2 separate regions of the Bactrocera dorsalis genome follow, and region 1 is linked to region 2. The links are chromatin contacts, called in public Hi-C maps. All regions are on one chromosome and are shown on one strand. The core of a region is the stretch at or near the end of the contact, and the rest is flanking DNA. Distances in the headings are between cores, read along the strand shown. Region 1 overlaps LOC105225707 (zinc finger protein 2). Region 2 holds the start of LOC105225707 (zinc finger protein 2).

Region 1 (6,441 bases), core at 183-2,682, 36 kb after region 2:
TGGACCAATAAAGTCTGCATACATCTAGTTCTATTAAATTACGACACGTTTATTTGTTATAAAATGAATAAATTTTGTGGCTTTTTTCTATCCATTTCAAAAGATGTATATTTAACATTAAATTTAGCATATCAAAATATTTTTTTTTTACACAAATAAAAAAAATTAATGCTAATGCATGGGCATAATTTATATCAAAAAAGTTTACGTACACTAATGATTATTTACATAAATCAAAAGTAATTACAATAGTTTTAGCGGTTTTTGGCCTAAATTTTGTTGTATACTCCCCACTCAATTTCTAGTATTATTTCCGGATATTTTGACCCACTAAGTCCATGATCCAGCTTTTTGGCCTTATTTTGATTAAATTCGATGTTTTCGAATAAGGGTTTTCAAAAAGTTCCAGATAATTTGAATAGAATTAATGTATGATAATTGCGGGACCTATTGATTTATTTTTAATTCCATTACAACTAGTCACGAATACGATAAGTTGTGTGTTTTGGGTCGTTATCCTGTGGTAAATAGAAATACCTGCTATTAACAGCCGATTTATTCATTTTATAACAAATAAACGTATCGTAATTTAATAGAACTAGGTGTATGTAAATTTTATTGGTCCACTGTAAATAGGAATAATATTCGCGTACACAAGAACAAATTTCAACTCCGTTCTATAATATAAATTTAATATCACTATATTTATGTATGTATGTACATACATCCGTGTGCATACTTTCATATACATACCTATATATATACCTATATAATATAATAATATAGTTACAATTAACGTGCACATGGAAGCTTTGTCGCTATTTTCCTGCGATTTCTCTTTTCCTAGTATAATATTTACCCGTCCAAAAAATTACTGTTTTTATCTAAATGTTATCTTAAAACACTCATTTGTATTGCAGTCTTATTATTGGTTAATTAAAAAACTGGATAGGTGGTTAATTAGCGCCCGCATGCTTTTTTCTAATTGGTTGTAAAAAGCCCCCGGCAAAGCGTTTGATAGCATACCGTCACACTTGCAGCCGTACGCAATAATCGTTAAAACAAAGTCAAACGCATTCGTATAAAGAACAAGTGCTCTCTATACATACATAAATTCATGCACGAATGTTTGAATGAATATAAATATCTATACAAATATCAATACATAAAGACGCATTTCTATCAAATACACACCCATGTTATCCTCAACACAATAGCAAACATATACGTATACATATATTGTACTGCATCAAAGCTGTATATACTACACGCTATTTATAAATAAGAGAAACGTATATTTATATGTTGACATCCATGCTGTACTACAATGGAGCAGGCGGACGATAAACAGCAACAAATAAACATCGTCGAATCAGATCGAGTAGAGTGAAGAGTCAAACACACTTGGAGAATGAAACTGGAAAGAGAAGCGTCACAAGCAAACTTTGAGAGGTGTAAATGGTTGGTTATACTAGGGTTAACGTATATAATCATAGCAAGTGTATAATAATGCTTGGTTAACACAAAGTTCATTTGCTCTCTTGTTTTACCCCATGAGTTAAAACAAAGCAACTCAGAAACAATGTACTAAGCGCAACTACACTCAAAAACGTGTAAGACAAAGCATAGCCAACGATAACTAATTAAATGCAATTATTGGATTGGCTAAATATGTATGTGGAGAACAGAAAAGTGGCGTAGTGGTTGTAGACAGACTATTTACTATGTAACAAACAAATTTGCAATGTAAATATACCTATATGCTACATACATATATGTATATACAGTAGAGGCCCGCTAATCCGGATCAATTAAAACCGGCCCCTATCCGGAATATAAGGGAATCCGGATTACCAAAGACATATCAGAACTATGTATTAAGAAAAAATATTTATAAATTTCTGTTTGTTTATTATAACAAAATAATACACATAAGTATTCCAAAAAAAACTTAAAACAATCTATTGAAAATCAACGTTAGAAATTTGTATGTATTAAGCGGTGTAATATAAATTCTAAATTTAATTGAAAAAAACGGTTAATTTTGTTTGGCGAACGCTTTTTTGTTTAGCCTCCATTGCTCGCTGCCGTAGCGTTCTAAGAAGCGAATGTAGTGAATAATAAACATGTGATCCGGAGTAGAGAATACGGATAGAGAATGTCGGTCCGGATTACAAGGGACATAATAGAAAATTTTAATTTTTTAACCCTGTCCGGATTACAGTGGAATCCGGATTAGGCCGTGTCCGGATTAGCGGGCCTCTACTGTATTAAAGGATAACTTCATTTAATTTCGTAGACTTAAAATCATACGTCCCTTTATAGATAGGCACGTTTTTTATGTAAGCATAACAGATATAATCAGGGGTGTTATGAAAACCATGACAGATTTGCTTAGTTGTCAGAATTGCAAACCAGTTCTCGTTTTCAATGGTCTCATAGAATGCGATCGGAATTTCGTATTTTCGAACATAGGCAAAATCAATATTCAAATCAGCTGTTTCTTATTGTGACAAAACTTGCAAATAAATAAATAGCAAAGCATTTGGAAAAATTTAAATACTGTATAAAGTCTATTCAAGTTTACAATGAGTTATCGCAATTTAGTTTTTATTTTATAAGAGGAAGAAAGCAACTAAAATATTATGAGATCACTACAGTACAGTTGATGCCCCAAGCAGAATTATAAGTGAAATTTAGCTTGCATTTGCTTGTATGCTTACGTTACAGATTTGTATCACATTATTGACAGAATAGAGATGTTTTGTAAATTCTTTTCAAATATATGGATTTTTCATTAACTTAATTATTATGGCAATTGTTGTGCTATTCTTATGTTTACCATAGAGAAATAAAGTTAATTTCAAATCTTTCACAAACTATCTACTTACTGTGTTACTGTTAAAATTGGTTTCTGGTACATCCAAAACCGATAAAGTTTTTATATCGAACATCAAACCAATAATATCTGAATCCATTGACATCTACTATATTTTTTATCGGTTTCAATTTTGATTCCGACAACTATCATATTCCACGCATGAATATTTTTATTCAGATGATTTCTATGTATATACTCTATGTATATTCAATCTAAAAAGGTAAAATGTCTAATCAAAATGATTTAAAAAATACGGCTATAAACACTAAATATGTATTTTTTTTTGCAGGGTATGCAGCACGAATAAATTGCTTAAAAACTTGTAACAACAAATGTGAAATACATATATTTGTTGATGCGTTTGTATGTATTATATATTTTATTATATTTGCGATTAAAATATGTATAGTACATATGAAATGGAAAATCAACTTGAATGAGTGTGAAAATAAAAGTTGCATTTAATCAATCTTTTTGAATGACAGCTATATGTTATAGTAGTCCGATCTGAACAATTTCCAAATTTCGAGAACATATGTATCTTGTCAAATAAAAAACTTTTGTAAACTTGGTTTTGTTTCGGTTCTGATCATTTACATACCACCTTCTGGGTGGCACAAGTTTCCGTGTACATATCTGTGCATTTCACTGAATTTTATTATTATACATATTTCTTTGGAATCTTGAATGCATGCTTATGTTTAGAAGTATACAATGTTTTTAGCTAATTATTTTGACTTTTACCATAAAGGGGTATAAATTAACCAATCTCTTAAGTTGAATCAAACTGGACACAGTGTGCTAAATTTCTATAGTTTAACAGTTTATCCCGGAGAAAATGAGATATGTAAATTTTATATACAGCGACAGTCTTTAAACCTATGTATAAGAGCTATCAAATTACCGGACACGGACCTTATTCTGGTAGAATTTCGTTTAAATTATCTCTGATAACCGGACAAGTAACCATAAAATAAGTAAAGAAAATTGTGTATATTTGCAATTCCCGTTTTTTCCCCGTTGTATGTATGTTGTAATTTTTATTTTGTGTTGTGTCGTTTGGCAACGGGTCTAACATTTTTGGTCACCTCTTTTGAAAAGAAATTATTATTATTTGTATTTTTTATTTTGGCAAATCGTTGCTTGGATATACATATATTCAACTTAAGTATGCGAGTATAAATAAATGAATTTAATACACGTTCATATCCACGTAAATACATGTACATATGTATGTGCCTGTCCTAAATACAAATAATTCGTAAAATACACAATATTTAATCAGTTACAACTTCCGTTTTTATATTGCTACACTAAGAATATATTTGAAACCAAAGTTTTTGCCACGTCCCGTATGTATGTATGTATATAGAAAGCTCCTATAGTCGGACAAAAACTCCGCGACGGTGGGTGTCTGGTTATGACGTTATACGTACATATGTATGTATGTATGTATACGCACACATATTAATGACTTAGGAGTGAAAAATTAAATATTTACGAAAATATTGCAATATCAATTTAAATTTGCAAACAACTTCGTATCTTTAGAAACATTATCAAAATTTCTTTGTAAGTTCAACTTACTAGTTAAAAGAAATTATTAGCAAACATTTAGGATAAATGAATAAAGACTATACATATACATATGTATGTATATGTATGTATACATATGTATGTATATGTATATATACATATACCGCTCAAAAAAATTAGACACTCAAAACCCGCCCATCAACCAATTTTGTTTCATAAATCTCCCCACCACTAAACTACATAGTATATACATACATATGTGTATTTAACTCTAGAAACAATTCCTTAGTACATGAATGAGTGTGCAAATGTGAGGCGAATGAGCGGCGAAAAAGATTTACTAGTGCTCCACAAGATTTTGTGTGAGAGAGAAAGCAATACGCTACTGCACATTAATGAAAATCTCGGACGAATCGGATTCGCTACCAAGTAGTATTATATTTTTATACTCTTGTTTTTATATTTTCCTTTTAATTATTTTTTCTTGATTTTAGGATATCTACATTTAATATGTATGTACGTACATAATGATTTCTTTAAACCTTTAATCCCAACAACAGGATCCCCTGAATATAATCCCAGCGACGAGCTGAGTTTATTTAGTTATGTCCGTCTGCCCGAACTAGTCTCCGTTTTTGAGCTAACGGTCTGAAATTTTGCACACATCCTTTTTTCAAAAAGCTGGTCATTTGTCTGAACCGCCAATTTCGGAACACTATAGCATATACTTATGTAGTTAGCATACAAACGAATTAAATCATGCCATTGTTTAGAAAACTTATTATTTGACAAGATATCTTTACGAAACTTAGTGTAAATTTTATCAGCCGTTCATATATCACTAGATTCTGCAATGGGTGTTATCTTGGCCTTGCATATTTCGGTATAGGATTTTTGCATTTTGGGACATCGTGCAATCTTGCAAGAGCAATTATAGCCAACAACAGTAAGCGTCCTGCGTACAGTTTCATCGCTGGCTCGTATTCCAGCATACTGAGCGAGGCAATGATTAATTTCTGGAGCTGAAATGAATTTTCTTTAATTTTTCTCACAATAACAGCTTTAGCACGACTTGGAAGTTTTTTTTGGCCTTCCTGATCGCTGCTCTAACTTCAGCGAGTTCCTCAGTAAATTACTGTTGTTGTTTTTTCCTTCCTTTCGAAGATTAAATGTTATTTTTCTTTCTGCGATGTGGTTTCTTTTGATTTTCTTCCCAAATTGTACATAGTAACTTTTTAAACAATTTAACGCATTTTTGACAAACAGAGACAAAATGACCGGATTCTACAAAAGTTTTATTCCGACTGAACATTAGGATGTTTCAAAAAAATATTTTGAATTTTTTTTCAACTCCTACCCCCTCAAATGTTAATGATTGACAAAAAGAATCCTCCCTCAAGTCAGGCGCTGTAGCTTAAATATAAGGGGTCGCTATTTTTTTTAGGTTCCCATTTATTTAAAATAGGAATTTTCGTTTTTTCATTCAACCTAAAATTTCACCAATTAATTTTCGTTTCTCAAAAATAGATAACCATCACATATTCAGAAAGTTGACTTTTCAAAAAAATAAAAATTCCTGCGACAAAGTTTCATTATCTCAATTAGACGATTAATCATAGTGATTTGAAATTTGGAATTTTTTCAATTTGGTGAAATTTTAGTTTGAATGAAAAAACGAAAATTCCTATGTTAAATGAATGGAAACCTAAAAAAAAATAGTGACCCCTTAGAGTTTAGCTACAGCGCCTGACTTGAGGGAGGATTTTGTTTTTGTCAATCACTAGCATTTGAGGGGGTAAGAGTTGAAAACAAAATTTAAAAATTTATTTTGAAGCACCCTACTGAACATAAATTGTTAGTGACTGATTAGAACGCCATTGTCAGTACTTAAAGTAGTTTTAACTCTTTTATGTTTTAAATGTAATAATAAAGTTTTCAAAAGAAAACTCTGCAAAGAAAGATTTTTGTGTTCATTTTACCAAAAAAATACATCTTCCGAATGTTTTGTAAGGAACTGTATTTAT
Region 2 (6,556 bases), core at 4,015-6,514:
TATTGTGAAGTCGTCTTTGGTTGTTGTCCGACAGTTTTCTGATTCTCAATGTCTTAAAAAAAATGAATTACCTGATATTTGGATTTCACATCCAAGCAAAAGTGTACTACACCATAGTGAGTTTGTCTAGCGACAGTACTTATCAAACTGTGGACTGTCTATCCAAATTTGCTAAGAAAAGGTCAAGAACCTCTTCGCTCAATTTGAAAATAGACAAATTCAGATGATATATACGCTCACCCCCATATGACGGTTATTTTGACAATACCTAAAAGAGCGATGACTCAATAAATACTTGATTTATATAAAATACATCTAAACATAGTGAATTGAACAAGTACCTAATGGCTGCATAGGAGACCTAATAAAACTTGGACAGTGCGCTTGGCGACTACTTTAAACTATTTCCCCGGCTTTGGTCCTTGCAAAATACAAAATTAAAAAATTATCGGTTACTATTGAAACACTATTTTGACTAAAATTGTAGCTCGGAAAAATATTGGGACCAATAATGATGAACCCAGCGAAAAGTTAGTGTCACGCGATCTGACAATCGATCGATCCACCACGTCACAAATCAATGAAAATGATCCCAAGTTTGCATAAAGTGGAAATGAAACGTTTCGGTATCTCCGAATCTGGCCCATTTTAATAGTTTTGCTCTTTAGCTACTATTGAACTATTTTTCTAATTTCGTAACCACTTTTTTTCAAGTGTGAACAATGCATTTTTTTTTGTTTATTGCTGTAGACACCACTTACGCGGTTATAGGCGAGTCTACAACAGCACGCCTTTTCGCTGCTTGGAGCCATTTGGAGATTTCCAGCGAAGCCACCTCTACCTGGTCTTTGCAAAGGAAGACCTCATCCTCTGCTAGCCCCGGCGGGCACTGCGTCAAATACCTCTTAGATTGTTTTCGTTCATTTTCCTTCCTGGCATATTTAAACCCAAGCAAGCATATTAGACAATAAGTTGTTTACACCCCGAACAGTATCACGAAGTTTGTAACACCCAGAAGGAAGCGCTGGAGATCCTATAAAATAGTTAGAGTACATGATCAGCATGTCTGTATATACTCCAACTAGTATTCTTTGTTGCAAATTTACCGAGTTTCACTTAAATATCATCAAGTATTATTGCGAAGTCGTCTTTGGTTGTTGTCCGACAGTTTTCTGATTCTCAATGTCTTAAAAAAAATGAATCACCTGATATTTGGATTTCCCATCCAAGCAAGAGTGTACTACACCATAGTGAATTTGTCTAGAGACAGTACTTATCAAACTGTGGACTGTCTATCCAAATTTGCTAAGAAAAGGTCAAGAACCTCTTCGCTCAATTTGAAAATAGATAAATTCAGATGATATATACGCTCACCCCCATATGACGGTTATTTTGACAATACCTAAAAGAGCGATGACTCAATAAATACTTAATTTATGTAAAATACATCTAAACATAGTGAATTGAACAAGTACCTAATGGCTGCATAGGAGACTTAATAAAACTTGGACACTGCGCTTGGCGACTACTTTAAACCACTTCCCCGGCTTTGATCCTTGCAAAGTACGAAATTAAAAAATTATCGGTTACTACTGAAACACTATTTTGACTAAAATTGTAGCTCGGAAAAATATTGGAACCAATAATGATGAACCCAGCGAAAAGTTAGTGTCACGCGATCTGACAATCGATCGATCCACCACGTCACAAATCAATGAAAATGATCCCAAGATTGCATAAAGTGGAAATGAAATGCTTCGGTATCTCCGAATCTGGCCCATTTTGATAGTTTTGCTCTTTAGCTACTATTGAACTATTTTTCTAATTTCGTAACCACTTTTTTTCAAGTGTGAACAATGCATTTTTTTTTGTTTATTGCTGTAGACACCACTTACGCGGTTATAGGCGAGTCTACAACAGCACGCCTTTTCGCTGCTTGGAGCCATTTGGAGATTTCCAGCGAAGCCACCTCTACCTGGTCTTTGCAAAGGAAGACCTAATCCTCTGCTACCCCCGGCGGGCACTGCGTCAAATACCTCCTAGATTGTTTTCGTTCATTTTCCTTCCTGGCATATTTAAACCCAAGCAAGCGTATTAGACAATAAGTTGTTTACACCCTGAACAGTATCACGATGTTTGTAACACCCAGAAGGAAGCGCTGGAGATCCTATAAAATAGTTAGAGTACATGATCAGCATGTCTGTATATACTCCAACTAGTTCCTCAGTTATTGAGATATCGCTTACGGTATAAATATAGTTGCCATACAAACTGAATGATTCAAATACAGCCCTTGCATGGAAAACTTTTTTATTTGAAAGATATTTTCACGAAATTTAGAACAGATTATTCTCCAAAGCAACGCTCTTGGTTTTTTTTATAAACATCGTATGCATTCTCATACACTGTACAATTTAAACCCATATATACTTATGTTAGAACCTACTGTATGCTTATACTTTTGTCATAACCGTCTTTAAGTATGTGCGTAAGAGTGTATATTACTAATCAGGGGATATTTATGTATGCACAACTTTTTATTATTTCCGTGACAGCAAATGATTGTTTAATTTTTACTTAGATCTTGTTTCTCCGTGTGTGAGTTTTTTGAATTCTGTTTTGGGTTATTTGAACACCTGTATTTATTCAGTTAAACTTGTATTGATTACAATAGTCTAATAATCTAATTTAAAGTTAGCTTATGACTTAAAAATGCTATTATTTTATGTACTGTATTTGTATTTATGCACATATACATATGTATGTATTTGAAAAGGGGCAACAAATAATTTATTCTTAGTTTTAGCCAAATTTTCAGATGATTACATTTAATTGACGGAGTTGTTCGGTTGATGACTAATACTTAAATACTTAATACTTAATACTACCAGGTAAATCCTCCGCGAACGCTGGAACTCGGTTGATAATCCCGCCTACTTCCCAAAACACGGTCATAACTTTACATTTCACTTCATATACGAGTATGATACTGAAGGGCCTTTGTGATGGGCATAATTTATTCAAGATGTGTTTTTTTTTGCAAAATGTCGTTTAGAAAGAAAAGAAATTATGATGATTGATCCGGTTGACAAATTTCGTCACACAAAAAACTAATATTTAAATGGTAATAGTTGCAAAAAAAAATTAAACATTTTTATCCTTATATGCAAGATTTTGTCGTATATGCATACGTACTTATACATGTAGTACATGTTTGTAGAAATTTAACTTTATACACACTTGTGAAATTAGGTATGTGTGCATGCATGTATCCATACATATGTTTATGCTTGGTTTTTGATTAAAAAGAGAGCACGTTTCCCCATGAACGTATGGGGAAAAGTGGTATTAACAATGGAAAAAGAACACTTTAATGAACAGCAAATGGATAGGTGGGTTGTCTGATTAAGTAAATAACTGGGGTGCAGTTGATTCGTTGTTGGTTGATGGTTTCGGATAGTTGTGTATATGCTGCAGCCTCCCCATGTATCGTTACAATCCCGCCCCATTTTCTCAGCTTTTTCGTTTGAGTGCATGCTTATGTATGTAGCCGCTTATAGAGCTAGCGTTTTAATTGGTTCGCAGTTTTATGTATTTCTACAGTAATTAGTAAATATGTATACTTTGTTTGTGCGCAGTGCGCATTAGCAACAGGTAGGTTGTGACTTTTGAAAGTTTAGTTATTTCGTATGCAATATTTGCATACCATTCAAGTGTATGACAGATGGACTATCATCCTCCCATAAGTATGCATTTGTATAACAACCATAATTTATTATAATAATCTGTATAATAAACTTTATATTGTTTTTTTTTTTTTTGATATTTTGTTAGGAAAAGAAAATGAAACTAGACTAGGCAATATTCAAGTAAAAGACAAAAAGGTGCTTTATTCTTTTACTTATAAATGATATAATAAGCAACTTATATAAATTTATCAATATTTGTAATCAAGGTTGCCATTTTCCTAATTCAAAACTCTTTCTTTGAAATTAAAAAATAAAATTTTAAATTTTTCGAACAGCAAATAAATAGGAATTGAAAATTTGTTTTTTTCTAAAACAATGTCTTATTTTAATTCTTTTATTTCTTTCTGTATTTGGAATTAAAAATTAAATGTAAATGTTAGTATTTGCAAGAGTAATTGACAATCAATGTCAAATCAAGAGACAGATACTCGTATGTATACAGCCTATAAACAAAACTGTATTACCAAAAACAGTCGTTATTTATAATAGAAAAACGAAACTCGAAAGATCCGATCCGTATTCAGATTGTGTAGCAACTAATCACATTAAAGTTATTATGAGATATAATTAAGTGAAAAACATAATGCATATTTCGGGCTATAATAAATTTAATTTTAGAGATCTAAAATCGAACGGTGCGATATCTGGGGAATACTTCCCATTTAATCGTTTCCAGGTGGGTTTTAACAGGTTGGGCAACGTGCGGCCTAGCGTTGTTCTGCTACAGAATCACTTTTTCATGTCTGGCTTAGTATTGGTTTCTAAATCATTGCCAGCCCATGTAGTCACTTTGCAATAGCTTGCCGATGCTGCAGAAAGCTCTTCTTGCATTTGACATAGATCCTCTTCGAACAACGTCTCCAATTCACCATCTTCCTGGTTTTTGGCCTTCAGTTAAAATTGAAATCCCCTTCTTTGAATCGACGAAGCAAATCACATCACCTTGCTTCACTTGGGGTGGCACCTCCGAGAACGTTTTGGAATTATCGATGTGCTTCAGCCGCTGATCAACACTTTCCGTAAATGAATATTATTTGACAAAAAAAAATCGGGCATGTTCGCACAACCAAAAATATATGACACATAAACAAAGTCACTAATGTGGAATAGCAGTTTCTTTTTCAAATGGCTAGGTTAAGTTTATGACGTTTTGAATAAATCAAAATCGATCACCAATAACTGCTGGAGCCATTTATTGACAAACAGCGAAAACTTAATTGTGCAACTAATAGTTTTGTTGAAATTGTTTTGTACGTTGGTAGCTTACGGGGTAAGACTAGTCAGAATCTTCAAAAATCGATGAAAATTTAAAGTAATACAACAAATAATTTTTAAACTAAATGACCTCTAACTAACAACAAATAAACCAGTTGTCTATAAAAAATGGTATATTTCGGCATATTTATATTATCCACCGTTTTTAAGACATTAAAATTACTATTATATTATTATTATTCAATACAGCGTACTTGCTAGACTGCAGCTTAAAAAAATTGGGTAAACTTGGGTTTTCTTTCATAGATTTCGGATTGACCTAATTTATACGACACGTTATTAAAAGTCGGTTGACATAAAATGTTCTTTCATATGCATGTCTATACATACATATGTATGTATGTATGTATGTATGTATATATGTACATACATATGTGTCTTATACATAAAAAAAGTTCTACTACTAGTAGAGAGTTGCTCACATGCTACAGACAAAATTTATAAAAAAGTGTTTAAAAAATCAAACAAAGATGATTAAGATTGTTAAGTAGACACAGGTCTACATCAATAAAATGAATTATGTGGGTATTCCTTTCTTGTGCATGTCGTAATTTAACGTTGAGTTCGTCGCTAATATGTTACTTTTTCCCCTATTGTAGTATAAACTGAAAATTGTCTCTTGTGTCAGTTACCTGTGATACTTTTCTAACTACTAAATCAAATGCACACACCATTAAAAAATATAATGCTGCATACATACATATGTACATACTCGTACAGGCAAATGCATATTTATTTATTTCCTACGAAACATCATAGAGCACCTTAAAAACTATGAGCACTACGCACATTCAACTCCCTCAATAAAATATACTCATTTCTTTGGGTGGCTCCAAGTCACTTATATACATATGTATGTTCATACACTTCCGTTCACTCATTTTCTCATTTACTCACTCGCTCATTTGGAACATTATTTTTACTGTTCTGTTCACCACTTTTTGTACTCTCAAAGTTGCTTTCGCTCATTACTCTCTTTGATATGCATTGTTATTTTACTCTCCTTTTGTTTCCTTTATATTGCTTTTGCGACCGATATTCCGGTGTCTTATGCATTGCGCGGAGTGTAAATTGCTTGTACGGAATATATACGGCTTTTATGGTTACGGCTAGCCGACACATCATCATCAAATGCTACCAAAAAAATATTTCCACTGTTTGGAGGAATAGTAACAAATTGACGCTGCGTGGTGAAGTGTCGATTTTTTAGTTGTTGTTAGTATATCTTAACGAGGCAAATTTCTCACGTTTTATATTTGATTGTGCGAATATATACAGTACAGTGCTCGCTCGCTGATAGTTAAAATATGTCTACCTTTATTGTTTTAAATAAAATGAAAGTTGTGTTTTTATAACACAAACCAAAAATGTGTTGTAATGTTTAACACATACAAATATATATCCATAAAAAATTCTGTAAATAAGAATGTGAAATAAAGTTAAAAAAAAAAATAAATAGGCTTTAACCCTAAATACATAAAAAGTTAAGAATTTACGTTGAAGAATGCGCAGATAATACCGCCGTTACTTTT

What was found. Hi-C and Micro-C count contacts between places; a contact is called where the count stands out from the background.
Region 1: a contact with region 2 is called in a Hi-C map of whole body, with 7 times the contacts expected there. The contact joins the enhancer-like site here to the promoter of LOC105225707 in region 2. A contact is called at or near these places in 2 of 2 Hi-C or Micro-C datasets (both in whole body).

Annotation. Positions count from the first base shown.
Region 1 is chr6:25,586,734-25,593,174 of ASM2337382v1, forward strand. The region is part of intron 2 of LOC105225707 (zinc finger protein 2); the gene reads left to right. Among protein-coding and RNA genes, the nearest start is that of LOC105225707, 38 kb to the left of the region's middle. Within about 2 kb of position 1,433, the one cell type or tissue checked has open chromatin away from gene starts, as enhancers often do.
Region 2 is chr6:25,546,510-25,553,065 of ASM2337382v1, forward strand. LOC105225707 (zinc finger protein 2) reads left to right here and starts at 5,265. Exons shown (of 14, transcript XM_049459971.1): 1 at 5,265-6,556.